Regions from separate parts of the Mus musculus genome. Here all the other regions are linked to region 2. The links are chromatin contacts, called in public promoter capture Hi-C maps. All regions are on one chromosome and are shown on one strand. The core of a region is the stretch at or near the end of the contact, and the rest is flanking DNA. Distances in the headings are between cores, read along the strand shown.

Region 1 (3,906 bases), core at 92-2,591, 2.9 Mb before region 2:
CAAACTCCTTCCACACAACACCCTTCTGATCCACGCTTTCCCTCTAATTCCTGCAGACACAGCCGAGGGCTCTCTTTCCCTGGAATTTCTTCCCTGTCATTCCTGGTCTCCAGAGATGCTTCGACAGCAGCCTAATGAATAGCTAATGGCCATGCAAATAGGGCTCTGGGGCTCCTCCCTTGCACCTGAGTACGGGGGGGGGGGGGAGAGAGAGAGAGAACGAGAGAGAGAGAGAGAGAGAGAGAGAGAGAGAGAGAGAGAGAGAGAGAGAGAGAATCCTTTCATCTTTTAGAGACTGCAAAGGTGGACCATGTCCAGAGTCCGGGGCCCTAGCCTAAGTTGGGCAGAGGCTTCCAGAGGGAGAGTTCCTGACGTAGCCAGCAGGGAGCGCGATCAGGCCTCTCTCCAGACTGCCTGCAGCGCTCAGGGGGGGCAGCGCTGTCTCAAGTTATTTATTAATCACTGTAATTAGCAGTAACGACCTCGCCATCGCTCTGCCAGGCTGGGTCAGCTGTGAGTCTCACTGGGGATACAAACTTAATACTAAGTTTCCTTGAGAAGATTGCTGACTTTGACCCTCCGCGTAAAAACACCTACAAAGTTGGGGGCTTTCCCACCCTTGCTCTGAGTGAGGTTTTTGAAAACTTTAGGTCCTGGAAGTGGCATCTGCTACTTGGGTGGATCACCTAGTGCCCGGTTTAGCCTTGGCCGACTGGCGACATCGTGCCCTGGTCTAACCTTCCTTCTTAGCTTGGAACTTGCCCTTTACATTTCTCCCACCTGGGGTGGGTGTGGTAGGTGGATAGTAGGAGAGATGAGGAGAAAGGGGCTCAGCAGCCCTCCACCACAGGCAAATACACCAACTCAGACGCTCCTTTGGGACCCCACTTCCCAGGAGGGCCCTGACAGGCGCCCCTGGGTCCTGGAAAAGGAGACCTTCCGTCTTCCCTTCCAAGCAGCCCTCTCATCCCGATCTCCAAATCTAAGGTCCCCATCGAACAGTCTCACCATTGAGAGAGGGATCTCCAGGAGGAAGCAGACTAGGGTTGAGCGCTGCCAGCGAGGAGTTGAAGCCGAAGAGTAGCTCGCTGGAGTTGGAGATGTCCCTGGCCAGGGAGTCCGCGAACAAGTTCATCTGTAGTAGTGTTTTAAGCAGGTAGCGCAGCATAGCGCAGCCCGCCTGGGTCTTGGGCAGGGGCCTCGGAGCCCAGCCCTTGGGTCTGGGACCCGCGGGCCGGGAGCCGTAAGCCCCTCCACAGCCTTTGCGCGCTGCGGCAGCCACGATGCCGCTGTCCTGCAGGCGTGCCTGGGTACCGGCCGTGCCTCTGCGCGGGCTGTCCTCCTTCGCTGGTTCTTCTCTCCACCCCCCCCCCCCCCAGTGCCAGAATCCCCTGGGAGCTGGGCGGGCGGAAAGCAGGTGCCACTCGGATCACGCCGTAATTAAGGGCTTAATCCGCCTTCCTCCATATCCCCACCTCCACCAGGATGGCCACTAACAGGGCCGCGCGCAAGTTAGAGTCCCCGCCCCACACTCCTCTCATCAAATGTTGCTCTGAACCTGGCGGGAGAGTCTCTCTCTCTCTCTCTCTCTCTCTCTCTCTCTCTCTCTCTCTCTCTCTCTCTCTCTCTCTCTCTCTCCCCCAAGACGCGGACTGAGCCTCTGTCAGACTCAGCCCTTCTTTCTAAAATTATAGCAGGAATTATTTCCTTTCTCGGACGTCAGGGAAACTGAGGCATTGGGAGAGCAGACACTGTTGAGCTCTCAATGTCCCAGCTTCCAGTGCCTTTCAAATTCTGGGTCCTGGAAACGTGAGCGCAGGGTGCTAGGATACCTGGGAGTGGGGGTGGAGGGGAAGAAGAGAATTCCACCGCTGGATCACCTCTCGCCCCACGTGCGCGTCCGATTCCTCCTAATCCTGTGGCTTGCCACTAGGAACCCACAGGGATACAGAGATCCAACTTGACCTGGAGTCCTGCTCCAGATGCGCCCCCCCCCCCGCCCCGTCAGGAAATCCTGCCGGGTGCTCAGAACTGAGTAAAATTGGAGGAGACCCCGAGAATCCAGGCAGCACGCACCTATTAGCATAGTGCATTGCTCCACTATGACGTGTTTTAGGAAGTTGTTTGACAGTTTTGAAGAGACCAAAAGTCTAGAACAAAGGAAGCAAAGTGTCACAGACCGGGTGAATGCCAAATTGTGTGAAACTGCTGGAACCAGATAACAGCTGTTTATCCTCCCGGTCGGGGTGAGGTGGGGTGGGGTGTGCAACAGGAAAACCAAAGCCCCGGTTCTGTCTCGAATAGGGGTTATTTTAGCCTTGGAGATGTTGCAGCCAACCATCTTTGCTTTTGCCCCTCTCCTGCACACACTTTCTCTAGACTGGAAATGATGTTGAATGTGGAGCAAGAGACCGTGGCTTTCCCATCCTGTAGGTTCTGTGGACAAGTAAGTGTTTGGATTGCTCTTAGGCTATGTAATCGTGCAGCGGCTGCTTCTGATATGTAAGGGGACACCTGCACAGGAAGACAGCTCAGAGCGCTATATGCTACTCAATTCCAGGGTGGAAGATGAAGCTGTGGCAGATTCCAAACCAAAAGCAGGTCAAGAGTAGAGGAACATGGCCCCACCAACCAGTTTGTCTCTACAATCCAGTGTCCTGCCCACGGAATTCTGGGGGCATTTAGTGCTTCGGAGTCCTCGGTCCAGGACCAGAGAGCTCAAGGTGGGATGAACTAAATGGTGAGGGCTGATGGGGCTCAACAATCCCACGGGACTTAGAGCCCTGGGAGCTGACACATCTGTGGGTGCTGAACTGGGTCCCTGGTGCATCCACCGAAGACAAAACCTGGGCAGATCTTGAGAATGGGGTAGGCTAGGGCACTAAAGAGATAGAAGTTTTTTACATCAGACCCTCATCCAGGGGCTTGCTGTAGTGCTAGACCACTTTCAGCCGGAGAGGTAAGGAAGGGGTGTGTGTGCTGAATTTGCCAATCAGAAGACATCACCATTTGAGACCAATCCCTTCAGAGTTAAGGATGAAGAGGACTAGTTCATCTGGTCTGATCCTCAGAATCTTAAGGACCGTTTGCTTGGCCTTCTGCTGGTCGGTCTTGCGGGTTCCATCACATTAGAAGGCCAAGCAAGGCAGAAACTTAACTTCATGGCCCTGCTTTGGAGCTGGAAAGGCTGGAAACCCCCTAACCATGCAGATTTTGCCCTATGCTAATCCCTTGATTTGCTCCCGGCCGGCCTCTGGGCAAACACACCCCCGCCTGGCGTCTAGGGGCTTGTCACCCTGTTAGCGGATTTGTTTCTGGAGACCGCACAGTTAATTGGCCCTTTATGTGGGGATCAGGGAGTATTTGCTCTGGGTTCCCTAAGCGGAGGCGGCAGCGCAGCCCGTGGGCACCGCTTCCTCCTAATCCCTGTCGTCTGGGTTTGGATGCTGAACAAATGGAGGAAAGCCATTTTTCTAGGACTCTTGGCCCCTATCTGGTCCATCTTGTGAATCTCACCTCTCTCTCTCTCTCTCTCTCTCTCTCTCTCTCTCTCTCTCTCTCACCCCCGTCTCCCTCCCTCCCTCCTCCCCTCTCTCCTATTTTTAAAACTAACTTAAAAAAAAAACCTCCCTATTTTCCTGATTGTCTTTCTCCACTCTTTCCTTTGCTGTGTTTGGTGTATCTCTAGGATATTATTTCTTCTCAGAAAACCAGCCAGATCTAAAGACAAAAGAAAGCTAAGGACTCAAGGGAGATGGCTAGGAGATTAAGTTATACCATCTATATCACAAGTTACTTCCATCTCCTTTCTCCATTTCCCCATCCTCCAGGGTCCCCAGAGATTCTCCACTGGCAGAGGTGGAACCCAGAGTAAGAAGAGATGACCCAATGGAGGTCACAAGTCCA
Region 2 (3,584 bases), core at 541-3,040:
GGCTTCCTCACTCCAGGCTGCCGCCCCCCACCCCCCACTGGCAATAGGCACATAAAATACTGAGAGTCACAGGTCTGCCTCTGAAGGGCACAGTGGGAAGGCTTGGCTGTGGAGCTTCTTGTTCTTGCATCCATTGGAAGTGGATAGTGGTGTGCCACCGTCCTCCCTGAGGACACTCACAGACCCTGTTGTAAGTTGTCTCTCTGACTGAAGTTGGCACTTCTTCCCAACAATCGACTTCCTGGGCCCTACTGCCTTGCGACCAACTGCTCACCACTGAGCTCACCACTGGAGATCCGAGGGCCCTGGGTAGAGGCTGGCACGTCTCCCTCCCTAGAGCCTGGTGGGTACTGTCAGTCATCACCCTCCAAGGTTCTGGTACTGTACCTTCTTTAATCAAAACCCAGGTCTCTAAGCACACTGTGAATGAGTACCAGAGCGGTACAAGCAAGTCGCAGCGGGTGCCCTGCCAGGTAGCTCTCAGGGGTGGAGGAAAAGATGAACTAGGCAGATCTCATCAAGGTCTTTCCTCACTTCTGCCAGGGAGGCCACCGTTACCCATCCAAGGGTCACATGAAACAACAGAGTGACTGAGTGGAGGCTCCACGCCCACAGGGACGGAACTACCTCCTGCAGGACTCTGCGTTTTACAAAGTGCCACGCAAGGAGGGAGACACATTCCCACTAGTGGTAGTGTTTGAGAAGCAGGCAGACTCGGGAAGGGGATGGGGTGCAGGTGGAGTGGGGTGGGAGGTGGAGTCTTTTCTCTGTTGTCAGGTGCAGTGGGCGTGGTCCCTCAGTGACTTCCAAGCCAGCCTGCCAAGGGGTGGGGGTGGGGAACAGTGGGTTCAGCCCTTCTGGGAAAGGGACCAAGCAGGACATATGGGCAGAATTGGCAGGGGTAGAAGGAGGGATGCTGAGCACTACAGACAATTCAATACTAGAGGGGAGATTAAAAGACAGAGACAAAAGATGGCTTACTTTTGAGAGGCGCTTGTGAGACTAAGACCATGCATGCAAAGGTGTTTGGAAAACAGTGGGGAGAAGAGGAAGAACAAGAAATCAAAAGACAAGTTCAAGTGGGGTTTCTCCCAAGCCTCCCGAGGGGTCCCCTTTCTCAAGCCCTGCGACTCCCGTTGGTTTAGGAGCACCTGAGTAGAGGCACCTCTTGATTGCCAGAGGCCTGGGGATCGAAGGAGAACTCTGGGGAACCTTAACCATGTGAGGGAGGCCTCTATGCTAATCCTTGGATCAGGAGCCCAAGACAAGCTTGAGAGGGAAGGAAAAGTCCTGTGACTATCCTCTCTGCAAGATGAGTAGGGCATGGGCTGGGACAAAGGTAAGGCGGGGTGATGGCCAAGGAGGAGGTTAAAAATAGCCCTCCGGAAGCTTCCCTGAACTCGCTCTTCCTGGCAATACACTTGTCCCAAATAACGTTCCTTTGCCAGTTCAAAGGGCCAAATTTAACGAAGGATTATAAAGGCGACACCTCCTGCTCACCAGAGCTTCCTCCATATCTCAAGGGTCTTGAAGTTCCTTAGATGCTTACCGAGAGATGGGGAGCGGGGTGGAGAAGGGGCGCATGACTCGGGACCCTCCCTGAATGATTAACCAGGAATCAATTCATCAAGAGTCTCCCCTGCTGACGCTGACCTGTCCTGACTTCATCACATAGACACGGGGCTGTTCGGTCACATGAGTACCCAGTAGCTTCCTGCGACCAGCTAACAAAGGCTGCCAAGTCCCCAGCATCGTCTGCTCACCTTGGAATTTTTACCACCGCTCCGACCAGACTGTGAGGAGCAACTGCGTTGCACACCCTGCTCCGGGGTGGACGGGGACTTGTCCGAGGAGTGATCTGAGCCCTTCTCCACCATGGTGTCTCCGTCCTGGTTCTGTGGTGTTGGTGAGCGGGACCGCTTCCGGAGGATGGGAGAGCAGGCTGGCGTGCTGCGGTTGGAGTTACTGGCAGTGCTGCAGGGGCAGATGGAGACGGGGAATGAGATGGAGAGGGAAGAGGAAGGAAGGAAGGAAGGCTGTGAGTGACGGTCGGCCACAGACCCATGCAAAGGAGCCAGCTCAGGGAGCCCAGGCAACAGGCTGAGGAGACAACCCAGCTAGGGACTTGCTGCACTGTAATGCTGCTACTGACCAGCAGGGGGCAGTAGTGCCGGTGTGAAAAGGGAACTGGGACTAGAAACAAGCAGTCAAGTATTTAAATATTCACCCATCCAATCCTGTTTGAGCTTTAACTACATGTAGAAAGCTATTAGGGAAGATGATTTAGACCCTGAAAGAATCTCTCAATGCCACCAGTTCATTTTATACATGCTTTGTTTCAACACTTGCCCATAGTGACAACAACTCCGCTTTTCAAAGCATTCACATATATATTATTTCATAGGCATGTCTTTTACAAATTACGACGTTATTTTATCTTGCATGTATGTGTGCAGGCATGCATGTACCATGGGCATGCCTGTGGATGTCAGAGGGCAACTTGCCAGAGTCTGTTTCCTCCTTCCACAGTGTGAGTCCTGCAGAATGAACTCAGGCCACACTGGCTTGGCCATCTCGCTGGCACAGGTACCATGTGCCAGGACATTCAGTTGAGTTAATAACGGCCACTATCCTTCCATTTCATTTAAAAGATGAAGCTAAATGCCAGATAGAGAGGAGAAAGTGACCCAGGGCTAGCCTCAGAGTTTGCTACAGATGTAAGTCACTCATAGCAGCCTGGTAAGTTATGTTGCTGGTCTACGGGGGGGGGGGGGGGTTGTTCTCATACCTCCTACCCAAAATTCACCTCTAAAAAGTTCCTTGTACTTCCCATGGCACTAAATCCAGTTATACCGAGGCATTCAATCTGTTAATACAGTAAAGACCGAAACTTAGCTTGTGTTTTCAATAGAATAGAAGAGGTGAAGAGAAAAGGGTGGAGAGGAAAGAATGAACTCAGTTTGTTCTGTTTTCAGAGAACAGAGAAATCAAAGAGCTGGGCAGGGAGGGAAGAATCCTCAGAAAGAGACAGTGGAAATGGGAAGGGACATCCTGGGAGATTACATGGCCCCAGACCAAGGTGACAGGAGGGGCAGGATCCTGCCCACCTGCTCAGGAGCCAGACTAACTCAGGAAGCCTTTGTGCCATACCACATTCTGGCCTTGCCTCGGGACAGTGACATTTACATGAAGATCTAGCTGTAACCTCAGATGCTCCATGGAGACATTTGTAAAGAGTACCATGCCCTACCGCCTGGATAAACTCAATACAGAGAGAGCATCCAGCAGCCCATCCAGTATCATTGGGGAGGGGGAAGAGGTAGAGTGTGAATCTGTATGGAGTGGGGCCGGGAGCTCTGCACATGACCTCCACTATGTGTACATGCACAGATGCACATACCACGCCGCACACGTGGGGATTAGAGGACAGCTTTAGGGAGGTAGTTCTCTCCTTCCACCATGTGGGTCCCAGGGATCGAACTCTGGTCGATCCCTGGGACCCACATGGTGGAAGCTTGGGAGCAAGCACCTCTGCCCATTGAGCCATCTCTCTCTGCTCCACTGGATCTTCTCAGGCTGCCCAA
Region 3 (3,501 bases), core at 849-3,348, 2.8 Mb before region 2:
GGTGTAGCTATCTACTTGCCATGCACCAATGGCTTCCTGGGTATTTTTATAAGCACTAACCAGGAGAGACAAGGTTGGAGGCCTGAGCCCCACATCTCACCCTCTTCATCCTTCTCAGGCTTCCTAGAGTCTTCACCCATTCATGTCTTCCCTGCTGGCACATCTCCCGATTCCTTTCCCCATCCTTCTTGGCTTCTCAGCCTTTTCTTTCTTGCCTAGCAGTTACCCTCCTCCCCTGTTGACTCATATCTCATAATCTGCCATCTATCTATTTATTTTTTATTTTTTTACTTAATGGAACATTGCTGGGGATGAGGGGCTCTTCCTCAATTGAGACTGAAGACCCACACCTTTCCTTTCCCAGCCAAAAAGTGATTCTTGGGCTCAGTGTGTAGCTCAGAAGCAGAGTACATATTTAGCAGGCATAAAGTCCAGAAGTCAATCCCCAGCACCAAAAATAAGTAAGTAAATAAGCAAATAAGCAAACAAACTGTTCCCTGGAGAATAGCAAACCGCTTCCTTGGAAGAAGCCCTGGATAGTGTTCTTCAAAGGGCGGAACTGTATGTGATTGGCATGCTTGTATATGTATATGTATATGTATATGTATATGTATATGTATATGTATATGTATATGTATATGTATATATTTTTTCTGATCTATACATTTACTGCTATGAGCATTTACAGTAATGAAAATCAGTATGCTTCAAAGAGGGATTGGAGGGCAATCTTTTGAGAGGACAGGGCTCCACACTTGTCAAAGGTGCCTACTTGGGGAAAAAAAATCACATTTCTAAGCCCCATTTGTACAACTGTAAAAGACCTACCTACCTGGGGTGATCAGGCACTCTGGCAGCTGTTATTTATTTAACAAGAGTTAAAATGTCAGCAATGGCTTGCCCCTAAGTTCTCACTGCGTCTTGGACACTGGGCATTGGGAAGTGTCACCTCTCAAAGATATGGGCTATTCCTCCCTTCCAAACTTATTTATTTTGCACATTGTGGGAGAAAGGTGGGGTTCCTGCTGTCGTTAAGTAACCTCTGGAGTCTTTAGCCAGAGTGACAGAAAGAAAACACTAGGAATTTGGAGTCGTCTCTTTCCTTAGATCGGAGGCTAAGAATAAGCAAACACGTTTTATATAGGTATGGGTCACTCAACTCCTTTAGCCAGCTAGGAGCCAGGACCAGTGCTGGATGCCTTCATACAAGAGCCCTTAACAAGATCTGCTTTGGCGTTAGGCACTTGCAGCATCCAGTTTCCGTGTAGGCGCTGATAGACACTTCCTCCCCTTGCCCACAGGGCCCTCTCACGGTCACTCACCCAGCACCTTCCAAAGGAGAAGGTTTTGGGGGCTGAACCAGCTCCACCCCAGAACCACACTGACTAGGTTCTTTCCTGCCCATCACCACCAAGACCAGGGTGGATTCTCCCCGACTTCGCCACATAAGGGCTTAGACGATCATCTGAGGGTCGTGAAGATCTTGCCACAGTCCGCGACAGCAGCAGTGGGATAGGAAATCGTTTGGGGGCCAAAAAATACCAAGGGAAAGGACTAGCACACCAGCAACTTTCCTGTGTCTCCGTGGGGGAAGTTCCACCTCTCGTCTAAGCAGCAGCTTTCCTGCATGAAAGCTCTGCTCAGATCCAGATACAACCTAGATTGTCTGGCCCATGGGCGCTCAGACGCCCCCGCGAGCTGGGGAGCATTTTCCCCAGGGCTTGGCTCAGATCAGGCAGGCGCCTTCCATCATCCAATACAATATTTCAGCACCATTCTTTCCCACATTGTTCCTAGGTCTTCCGCACCCACTTCCATCCCTCACTCACCCCCCAGGGGTTCTCGTGTGCCCCTTGCCCCAGAACACGCTGAGTTCAAGTATGGACTTACCGTGCAGCAGTCCATTGCCGGTGTTGAGGGTCCTTGGCTGGGGTGGAGCCTGGCGCAGAGCGGGGGTGGGTTTGTACGATGCTGGGTGGCAGCTCAGGGGCTGTCGGGCACTCCCCGACCAGCGCAGAATCCTTGCAGAACCAGCCTCTCTCCTCTTGGGTCCGGTCTCCCGCGCTCCGCAACTCTTGCGAATGTAACCTGAGCCCTGCGGCCTCGAAGCCAATCAGAAGACACTTTCTGCAGGGTGGGCGGGGAGAACTGGAGCGAGGACCACTCCTTCTCTCGACTCTCTCCGCCTCGCTCGCTTTGGTGCTCCAACCTCTCCACCTACACACTTCCATCCATTCCTCCTACACACCCCATCTCCCAAATTCACCCCCCCCCCCGCTTTCTAAGTCGCAGACTGCCAGGCAGATGTACGTCGGAGTAAGCACAAGGCCTCCAACATCCAGGGCACAAATACACATCTGGGTGCAGCACGCCCTACCGCCCATAGATAGAAAACCACGAACCTCACCCACCTCCCTGTTCTAGAGTCCCAAACATTACTCCCTCTATTTCCCCTCTCTGCAGAGATGCCCTCCTCACTCTAGTTACAGAGAAACCTGATGGTAGACAGCCTACATGATGGGCACATAGTGACATAGACGCTCCAAGCCTCATGCATCCATACATACTCCCAGGCGGGGTGGTGTGGTGTATCTTCCCACATACAGACACTGCAGACACAATAGGCAAAAACAACTCCACAGGGCCGTGTCCACACACCCTGTGAAGCACAGGTAAACGGTAGACCTCCTGTTAGTTAGCACATAGACAAAAATACCTGCATTCTCACTGCTGGCAATGTCTGCACTAAGTGTTTTCTTTTTAAAATTTTTAGCAAGAACACTGTATTGTCACACGTTGATTCTACGTATTAATTGATTCCATTGTGACCTACTTGTGCCCTTTAAACCATGTTCACCTGGTTACCCTCTTTTGCCCCTTCCCACTCCTGATAACCCCTACTCTTTCCACAAGTATCCCTTTTATTGCCATGTCTTTTTTTTTGGAATGGGGGGGTGTCGAGAAGGAACCCATTGAATTTTGTTAGTGTTGTTTATAGGAGCACGGGCAAGGGCTTCTTTACAGCATTGTAGGCACTGTACTAGTGACTGCACCCCTAAAGTAAATGTCTCTCCCTACCTCACCAACTATTAATTGTGTATAAATCTTCAGGGTGGGGTGGTACCTCATAAGCCCCTCCTCTTTCCATGATAGAGTGTTAATGGGCCCACTCTTGTGGAGATCTTGTGCAGGTGATCCAGCTGTTGTTAACTCAATAGCCAAGTCATGACTGGAAATCATCATTCCATACCTCACCCCCCTTCTTCTGGTTCTTAAATTCTTCCTACCCCTTCTTCCATGATGTTTCCTGAGCCTTGGAAGTATTGGTATATATGTGTCCTCTCTATGACTTGGCATCCAATAGCCTCTAATTCTCAGTATTTTGACTAGTTCTAAGTGTCTTCCATCATCACCGACCAAGTATCTATTTTGTATCTCTCCATGACCTGTGATCTATCTGTCTACTTATCCATCTATCTATCCTTCCATCCATCTGCACCA

Evidence for each region. Promoter capture Hi-C pulls out the DNA fragments that hold promoters and counts their contacts.
Region 1: a contact with region 2 is called in a promoter capture Hi-C map of hippocampal neurons, with 21 times the contacts expected there. The contact joins the promoter of Robo3 here to the promoter of 1700110K17Rik in region 2. A contact is called at or near these places in 4 of 39 promoter capture datasets (cranial neural crest, hippocampal neurons, pre-B cells and 1 more) and 1 of 115 datasets of contacts at active chromatin or transcription factors (astrocytes).
Region 3: a promoter capture Hi-C map of hippocampal neurons shows a contact between it and region 2, with 13 times the contacts expected there. The contact joins the promoter of Nrgn here to the promoter of 1700110K17Rik in region 2. A contact is called at or near these places in 5 of 39 promoter capture datasets (cranial neural crest, embryonic stem cells, hippocampal neurons and 2 more).

The regions. Positions count from the first base shown.
Region 1 is chr9:37,431,834-37,435,739 of GRCm38.p6, forward strand. Robo3 (roundabout guidance receptor 3) reads right to left here and starts at 1,342. Exons shown (of 28, transcript NM_001164767.1): 1 at 1,009-1,342. The coding sequence starts at 1,168.
Region 2 is chr9:40,331,682-40,335,265 of GRCm38.p6, forward strand. 1700110K17Rik (RIKEN cDNA 1700110K17 gene) reads left to right here and starts at 1,791. Exons shown (of 3, transcript NR_040728.1): 1 at 1,791-1,906. Gramd1b (GRAM domain containing 1B) reads right to left here. Exons shown (of 20, transcript NM_172768.2): 3 at 1,764-1,974.
Region 3 is chr9:37,550,647-37,554,147 of GRCm38.p6, forward strand. It overlaps Nrgn (neurogranin), which reads right to left and starts at 2,099. Exons shown (of 4, transcript NM_022029.2): 1 at 1,891-2,099. The coding sequence starts at 1,905.